Regions from separate parts of the Gossypium hirsutum genome. Here region 2 is linked to region 1. A link is a contact called in public Hi-C data. All regions are on one chromosome and are shown on one strand. Each heading gives the region's core, a stretch centred on a gene start, on an enhancer-like site or on the middle of the called end of the contact. The rest is flanking DNA. Distances are from core to core; before and after follow the strand shown.

What was found. A called contact is a pair of places that touch in the nucleus more often than the background predicts.
Region 2: a contact with region 1 is called in a Hi-C map of petal, with 2.8 times the contacts expected there. The contact joins the promoter of LOC107892131 here to the promoter of LOC107892127 in region 1. A contact is called at or near these places in 2 of 34 Hi-C or Micro-C datasets (leaf and petal).

What each region holds. Positions count from the first base shown.
Region 1 is chrA09:10,435,046-10,439,217 of Gossypium_hirsutum_v2.1, forward strand. LOC107892127 (heterogeneous nuclear ribonucleoprotein 1) reads left to right here and starts at 2,868. Exons shown (of 6, transcript XM_016817125.2): 1 at 2,868-3,087; 2 at 3,601-3,641; 3 at 3,760-3,923; 4 at 4,048-4,147. The coding sequence starts at 2,972.
Region 2 is chrA09:10,654,436-10,658,606 of Gossypium_hirsutum_v2.1, forward strand. LOC107892131 (serine/threonine-protein kinase STY13) reads left to right here and starts at 2,713. Exons shown (of 6, transcript XM_016817129.2): 1 at 2,713-3,586; 2 at 3,700-3,832; 3 at 3,955-4,150. The coding sequence starts at 3,456.

The DNA.
Region 1 (4,172 bases), core at 1,618-4,117:
GGTTCATTACGATAATGGTTCTCTATATTACAAGTCTGCTTCCATTCCATCTCAAATTCCATTATCCTCTGGTGAGTTTATCTCTCTCAATCAGTCATGCACTTGGGAATAAGGTTTGTTGCCTATTACTAGCAGTCCTTTACTTATATTCTTAAATTTAGATCCTTACCTTGATCAGTTCAACTCATACTATACCAATCTTAAGATTTCTCCACTTTAACCCTCATTCTATTCCAACTCATAGTTCCCATACATGATGGCGGGCTACTTGTTTAGAAGAACCATCATATTGGTAGATTCGTATTTTTCATTTAGCCTTTAACTGCTAGTTGACCTTGATTTAAATCTTCTAGAAATCTCAAGTTAGTCAATAGTTCTTAACAAACCATATTCTCTACTACTTCTCGGCGGTCTGTTTGCTCAAGGTAGCCCTTAGCAAACCTTTATTTCCATTAACCTCTATGGTCAATCCCATTCTTAGCTAACCTTTGCTCGCAGACCCTTTTGACTTAGGTTTCACATGTTCAATCGTACTACTCTCCGAGTAGTTCATACAACGATCCTTCCTTTCCTTATCCTAACAACCTCCTATTTCACTGTTCTGGTAAAATCTACCAGTTGCCATAGTCGAGCTATGGTCTTACATTATGTAGCCCCATGTTTAACGTACGGGTGGACTCTCTATGTTACCATAGCCTAGTTATGGTCTTACACATTGTTCCTCATGATTAATGTCTTGGTAGACTACCCCGTATTTATTGTCCTGGCCAACTAAGTATGGTTTTAAACCTATAACCCCATGTTTAACATACTGACGAACTCTATTGGTCGCCATAGCCGAGCTATGGTCTTACAACTTATACATCTTTTGAGGTGTCACCCCGTAGGACCTTACCGCCATCACAGTGTCACCCCATAAAGTCTGTTGATCTTCATTACGGTGTTGCTCTATGAAACTTAATGATTATTGTCATGGTGTCATTTTAGTGAACCAATCGATACCATTTTGTTTCATATTTAACCTTGATTCTCGAACATCACATTGCCCCCTCCGTAAGGTTCGGAGCTTCGCACATCACGGATTGCACCCAGTAATACTGGATTACAAAGTCTAGTGGAATCTTATTCCCTTATCCATTTTCCCATTCCTCCATTTCGCCACTTGACGCTCGAGCATCGTAGTGTCCCATTTCCAAGGCTTAGAGCTTTGCACATCATGGTTTGCACCCAACAATAATCAATTGCGAAATTTGACAAAAACTCCCTTCCCCAAACCTAACTTCGTCTAACTCGTCAGCAATCTCCCCTCCAAACTCCACCGTTAAAAACATGCAATTCATCAGACTAGTGACTATCACATACATTGCATCATGTATCTATTTATTAAGTTGCAACCATATAACACTCAACCATATACTTGCAAACCCATGCATGAACAACTTACTTAACTTCTATATTCATACTTGGCCATAGTTTAGAATACAACTCAAAACAGCCATAAATATGGTTTAAGCAAACAACACAACATCAATAATCACCCAAAAGTCAAGTGTAGAGACTCACATTGCTTCCTTGACAGCTTAGCTTGTCCAAACGCCATAGCCTCATTTGTCCTAACAACTAAGCATAACAACCATTCATTGGTTAACTCAAAGGTATTCAAATATTAAAAACCCAGAATCCATACTTATACAAAAACTTTTCAAGAATTCTTACTTTACTTCTTCCTTTAATCCACGAGTACAGAGAGGTAAGGAAACTTACCAGTTCCCCAATTTCTCTACTTCCAAACTTCAATTCATACAGCGACTACAACATGTAAAGCTTCCTTCAACTATATCTTCTTCTTTTTTGGAGCGACCGAAAAAGACTGTGCTACAAAAAGAAAAATAGGTAAACAGAATTGAAAATAATTTTGTCTTCTACACACACACCCCCTATATATACATATATATAACCAAAGTTGGCACGGTCTCCTTAGTCCTTTATAGCCAATCACCACTAATCATTTTGTCTCCCACTATGGAACCAGTCGATTCCAAGCTACCTAAACCAAAATTGAAATCCAATTATTCTCAACCAGCCACTTAAGTTTCTAAATATCTCAATAAGACCCGTCGAATTTTGCTTCTTTATAGTTATCTCCCCTACTCTTCTTTAAATTCAGATCCTCAGGAGAATCGAGTATGACAAGAAATTTAGGTGTGTGGAAGAATGACTAGTTAAACTGTATGGTTCTTCATATCACCCAGTACCCGAAATCCTGCATTTGTGAGAATTATTTATGAAATATATTTTTAATTATTAATTAAAGAAGTTATTAATTAAAAATATTTTTAACATAATGATATATAATATATACTTTTATTATATAATTACATATTTATTAATTATTAATTAAAAAATTTAAGAAAAATTTAAAACAACGTGAAATAAAAAATATAAATATGAGTAGGTGAAGAATTAAACTTGAGATTTAAGAACAAAACTACTAACATTTAATCATCTGACCAAAGAAGCTAATATGTTAAGTTAGTAAAAAAATGTGTTTTGTAAAATACGTATTCAAACAAATCAACAAAAAATACTTTCTGCAGGAGACATTTTTTGTTTCTCTTAAAAATCGACCTAAAATCCTAAATATTATTGAAAACCGACGTATACATCAAATTTACCATTAGGTCTCCACCCATCAAAGTTGTATTATGTAGTTAAATTAATAAATGTATTTTATGTAAAAAGAAAATTACCATAAATTTGTCCCAAAACCAAATAAAGAACTTTCTTTAACATAATAACCTTGCTTTGTTTAGCCAAATAATAACTGTCGGTGGTTTCTATTTCAGGGTTTTTTATTTTAACTTCAAAAAGGTTTCAAAACTTTGAAACTACAATACATAACATCACATTTTTAGGGTTAAGCTTTCTTTCTTCCTTTCTTTCCCTTTAACATATTCCCCCACTCCGCCAAATGGACCCTCGAGGCGGTGATGCCATCCCCGACGGCGAAACCAACGATTTTAGATCCTCCGACCATCCCGATGATGACAAGTCTCACCCTCACACCGGGGATGGAGCTAGTCCTGGGTATTTCTCTTTTCCTTTCTTTTCTTATTTGTTTCTTGAGAAACCGAAGGAAAGTCTTGAAATTTCTATTGCCCATCACTTATTCACATGTAAGAACGTGGATTGACTGAAAACTAGATTGACCTTTTTTTATTTATTTTTATATATACGCATTCTTTAGATTTACTATGTTTCCTCAGACAATGATAGAAAAAAGTAAATCTAAAGCTTGAGCGTTTTCCTTTACCTTTTAGTTAATGACTTGAAAAAAAATATGTAAATTAAGTTGGATAGAAATACCCATTTCCTTTTTTCCCCCAATTTTTCGTGGAAAGTCTGGTTTTGTATTTTAAAATAATAACGATAATGGAATAAGAGGAATTAGGGTTTTAAATTTTTTTTTTGGCTTTAGACTTACTTTTTTGATAGGATTATTTTGATGTATTTAGGTATTTGTTTCTTTGAAAGGTCGGTTTTAGTATGAATACTTTGGAAGTGATTTATGATTTATATTCAATATTTGGAAATTTGCAGCAAAATTTTTGTAGGAGGTTTAGCGAGAGAGACAAGTTCTGGTTAGTTCTTTAGCTTGTTTGTTAGAGATTTTTTTCTCTTAATCTTGTTGAATATTATAGCACAAATTGCGCCGCTCGTCGTCCGTACCGATTCGGTTGTTTTATATATTTTATGCAGCACAATTTATTGAGCATTTCGGTAAATATGGTGAAATTACGGATTCTGTGATAATGAAGGACCGGAAAACGGGACAGCCTCGTGGGTTTGGGTTTGTGACTTATGCTGAGCCTTCTGTAGTTGATAAAGTCATCGAGGAGACTCATATTATTAATGGGAAACAAGTAAGAATTAGCTTTAGTCTCAATGTTAATTTGATTGTTATGTTTCCTTATTGTAGTCTGGTGGATGCAGCTTTGTTTTTGACTTGAGGTACTGTTCTTTGTCTCGATATTTTTGGCCTATTAGGTGGAGATTAAGAGAACAATACCAAAGGGTGCTGCTGGAAGTAAGGATTTCAAGACTAGGAAGATTTTTGTAGGTGGAATTCCTTCAACCGTATCCGAAGGTGATACCATTCTTTTTCTGCCTTT
Region 2 (4,171 bases), core at 1,463-3,962, 220 kb after region 1:
CTCCAAACTGTCGTCTTTTGGGTAGTTGATACAGTCCCCAATAATCATAGGCATTGTTCCGGGACCCGAGTTTTGTCTCCCGACTCCACGAAGAGCCTCGAGGGTTCACAGAGTAAGGCCTTGATTGGTGAAGAGAGTACGTACATGAAGGATGTGTAGATAACTAATCGATGAAGCGCACGCGATGTGGATCAAACCACCAACCAAGGCATAATCACATCGCGTGTGCTTCATCGATTAATTATCTACGTGTCCTTCATTTACATACTCTCTCCACCAATCGAGGCTCTCCCACTCCATGAACCCTCGAGGCCCTTTGCAGAGTTGGGAGACAAAACTTGGTCCCATAGATTTTGCCAACTTATCCTTGAATTTTTTTTATCTTTATTATTTTTTGAACTTGGATTTTTCCATGTAATATAGTTTTTTTTTTAAATTTCATTAAAAGATGAACAAATGTACAATTTTTTTTAAAATAATTACATATATTATATATACTTGTAATATAGTTGAAGAAAATTACCAAGCTTATGGACTAAATGTTGTTTTATTTCTAATTTTTTTTATTAGTATAGATGTCATTGAGTTAAATGATATAAATTTAATCATTGAATTTATCAAAAACTTTTCACTCCTTAAAAACAATCTATGAAATAATAATATATACAAGTAATTATATTATTTAAAATTTTATGTATTATATTTTATAGAAAAAATCATCCACCTTATATAAAAAACTTACCACCTTATTAAAAAAACCCTTAAAAATTATTGTTAGAAACTTAATTGAAACTTGCAAGAACAAGGAAGCAGTGTTACAAGTAGTGCCAAATGGGAGTGTCACTGTGATAGAAAATAAAAAAGAATCAAAAAAAAATGTTTACACAATTTAATTCCCCTATGTTTGTGAGGCCTAGTCCATATAGATAGTCCATAAGTAATTTAAATCTTATTACGTATTGATATAGTAATATCACTTTTACACTTAAGATCTAATTACTCTCATCCAATTTTTTCCTTGAAAACTTAGTGTGTAAATTAAGTGACTCATTTGTTCACTTACAAAATACACTCACAATAATGAATTCCTAATGAATAAATTAAATGCTTAGCTTTACACCGTTCTAACTTACACAAGCCTCTAATATGTAAGAGTTTAAGTCATTGCTCAACTAATTTTATTAAAAAAATTGTCAAACTTCAAATAAGGCAAATTATATGACTTGCGTAGTGTCAAGAGTAATGGGCACTACTTGTGATAATACGTGAAGCACCTATTTAAAGCAAAAATACAACTTCATAAAGTAACTTTCAATTCAACTTGATCTACTCGAATCTTATCAAATCAAATATCCTTAATGCAATGACACAAAAAGATTGAGATAAATCTTCGTAAAGTTAACTAATATATTATTGGATTACATATCCCAATATATAAAGTAATCAGATCACATTAAAATACTTGAAACATAGTCTTGTTTTGTCCAACCCCTTCTCCAACTATACTATTGCACAAAATCTTCAAAAATATACTTTGATCAAACATGCTAACAAATGAAAAAGATTTATAATATTATTGAAAATTTATCTTAGTTAATTGGATTTGGATGGGGTAGTTGTTCTTTTCAATCATAATACAAGCTTCCAATTAAAGTCATGTCCTCCAATCTCTTTTCTTTTATTTAAGCTAAGATTAGGTGAAATATTGAAGTCAAAAAAGTAAATATCACTTTACAATCTAAATAAATCTTTTCACCTTTCTTAACTTAACATCCTTTTTTACTATTCATCACGCACTTTCCATGTAGATTTGTTTAAATATTTTTTTTATTTCAGTTAAAATATACTATAAATTCTTATATTCTTCGTAAAATTTAACATTTTTATTTTTCATATTTTAAAATTTAGATTTAATTGTTAATAAAAAAGTAATTATTTTAATAATTGAATTTCTATTTTTAAATTTAAAAAATTTGATTAAATTCTAAATATTTTTATATTATAAAAACCTGGAATATATTTGAATTTTTTTATATTTAATAATTAGGGAAAGCGATAACATTATAAAAATTAGAGAAATAGAGGAGCTGAACCCGGTAATCATTCAACAAATTGGAATTTGACACGTTACCACAGTAAGGGTAAATGAGGAAAGTCAAGGGAAACAGTACGATCAAATAAGGACGTGCCAGCTAATTATTGCATGACTTAGTCAAAGGTCAATATGTCGGTGAGAATTATTATAAAGGAAGTCAACGGTCTTATGTATCATTAATTAAAGTTAATTAATCACCGAAGGACGTAATAAAATATAAATTTAATAAGGTAGGCTTTATTGCGAATTTTTTTATGCTACATTTCAATTTTTTTTTCTAAGGAATTATGAAAATTTATTTAGCTAAATCTTATTAGGATTTTTTTGCCACCTTATCCTACAACAATTTTTAAAAAATATCAAATTTAAAAATATATATATTCTACCAACACATGAAATGCATCAATTAATTAAATAAATAATATTATAAAATAATAAATTGATTAATTTAGAAAAAAAATATAATGTGAATACAACTAAAAGTATGATTAATAAACACACAATAATAATATTATTATTAAATAATAAATTAATTTATTATATTGACGTTTTTAAGTGAATAATAACATGAAACATGTCATTAAATAAAACAAAAAATTGTGATATTATTATTATTGAAAGAAAAAGACAATGAGAAAGGAAGAAAGAAACAATAAAATCACTGTTGTTTCTGACAAAGATTCACCAAGAAAAAACACAGGAAACCAAAGAAAATAAAAATTCTTTTTCAACTTTTTTATTTTCTTTTTTCTTATAAAGAATATAAGAAGAAAAAGAGTATCCATTACAATGTACCGTGTGGAGAACAACCATCTTTGTCTTTCTCAAAAACCAGTAACCACTTCCCATCCACCATATTTCATTAGCAAAACTCCCTTCACAATCAATCCTCCCCCATTAAATGCTTCTTCCTTTTTCCCTTTATATATTTCTATTGCTTACTAACCTCACTTTCCCATTATTTTCTTTTAAAAAATTTTCTTGTGTCAGAGCTTGCTGGTTGCTTCATTACAGAAGGGTCTTTGTGCTTTTTTTTTTCTTTTCTTTTAATTAATTTGTTTTTGTTGGTGGAAAAACATGTGGGTCTTTATTCTTTGCTTCCCATTAAAGAGCAGTTCTTGATGGTTTTTTGGATCTGTAATCCGTGATTTTTGGGTATGGGTTTATGTTTTTAAAACTGGGGGGAAAAACAGTCCAGAACTTTGTATATACTTTAATGTAGGCAAAGGCATGTCTTTGGTGACTTCCATTTTTTTTTCACCTATGAAAAGTTGTGGTTTTTAAAACCTTTTTTTCTGTTTACTTCAAATGTGGGATTTTTCGATTAAATTCATGTTTTGAGAAAGGTGGTTTCCTAAAGATGGGATCTAAAAATGGGTTTTTTTCAACTCAAGATTTCAGTATAGATGCTAAGTGGTTGATTGATCCTCGGCAGCTTTTTGTTGGTCCCAAGATTGGAGAAGGTGCTCATGCTAAGGTTTATGAAGGAAAGTAAGTCTAAAAATTCTAATTAATTGAATTCAATTCAAGCTACTCCTTTTGGACCTCAATTTAGCTCTCTCTCTTTTTCTAAGTGTACTTTTTAATCCATTGGATGCATTTAGATATAAAAATCAGACAGTTGCCATTAAAGTTGTTAGAAGAGGCGAAACCCCTGAAGAGATTGCAAGAAGAGAAGGAAGGTTTGCTAGGGAAGTTGCTATGTTATCCAGAGTTCAACATAAAAATCTAGTGAAGGTTACTTTGAATAAATTATATATATATGATACCATTGATTCTTGTTGCTTAGTTTTGTTATGTTCCTTGTATTTGTTCATATGAATACCTGTAAATCATGAAGTTTTATCATGTTTGTGTAGTTTATTGGAGCTTGCAAGGAACCTATCATGGTGATTGTAACCGAGCTTCTACTAGGTGGTACGTTGCGTAAATACCTTCTAAATATGCGGCCAAAGTGTTTGGACATGCGTGTTGTGATTGGATTTGCACTCGATATTGCTCGTGCAATGGAATGCTTACACTCTCATGGGGTCATTCATCGGGACCTTAAACCGGGTATGACTATAAGTCTATATA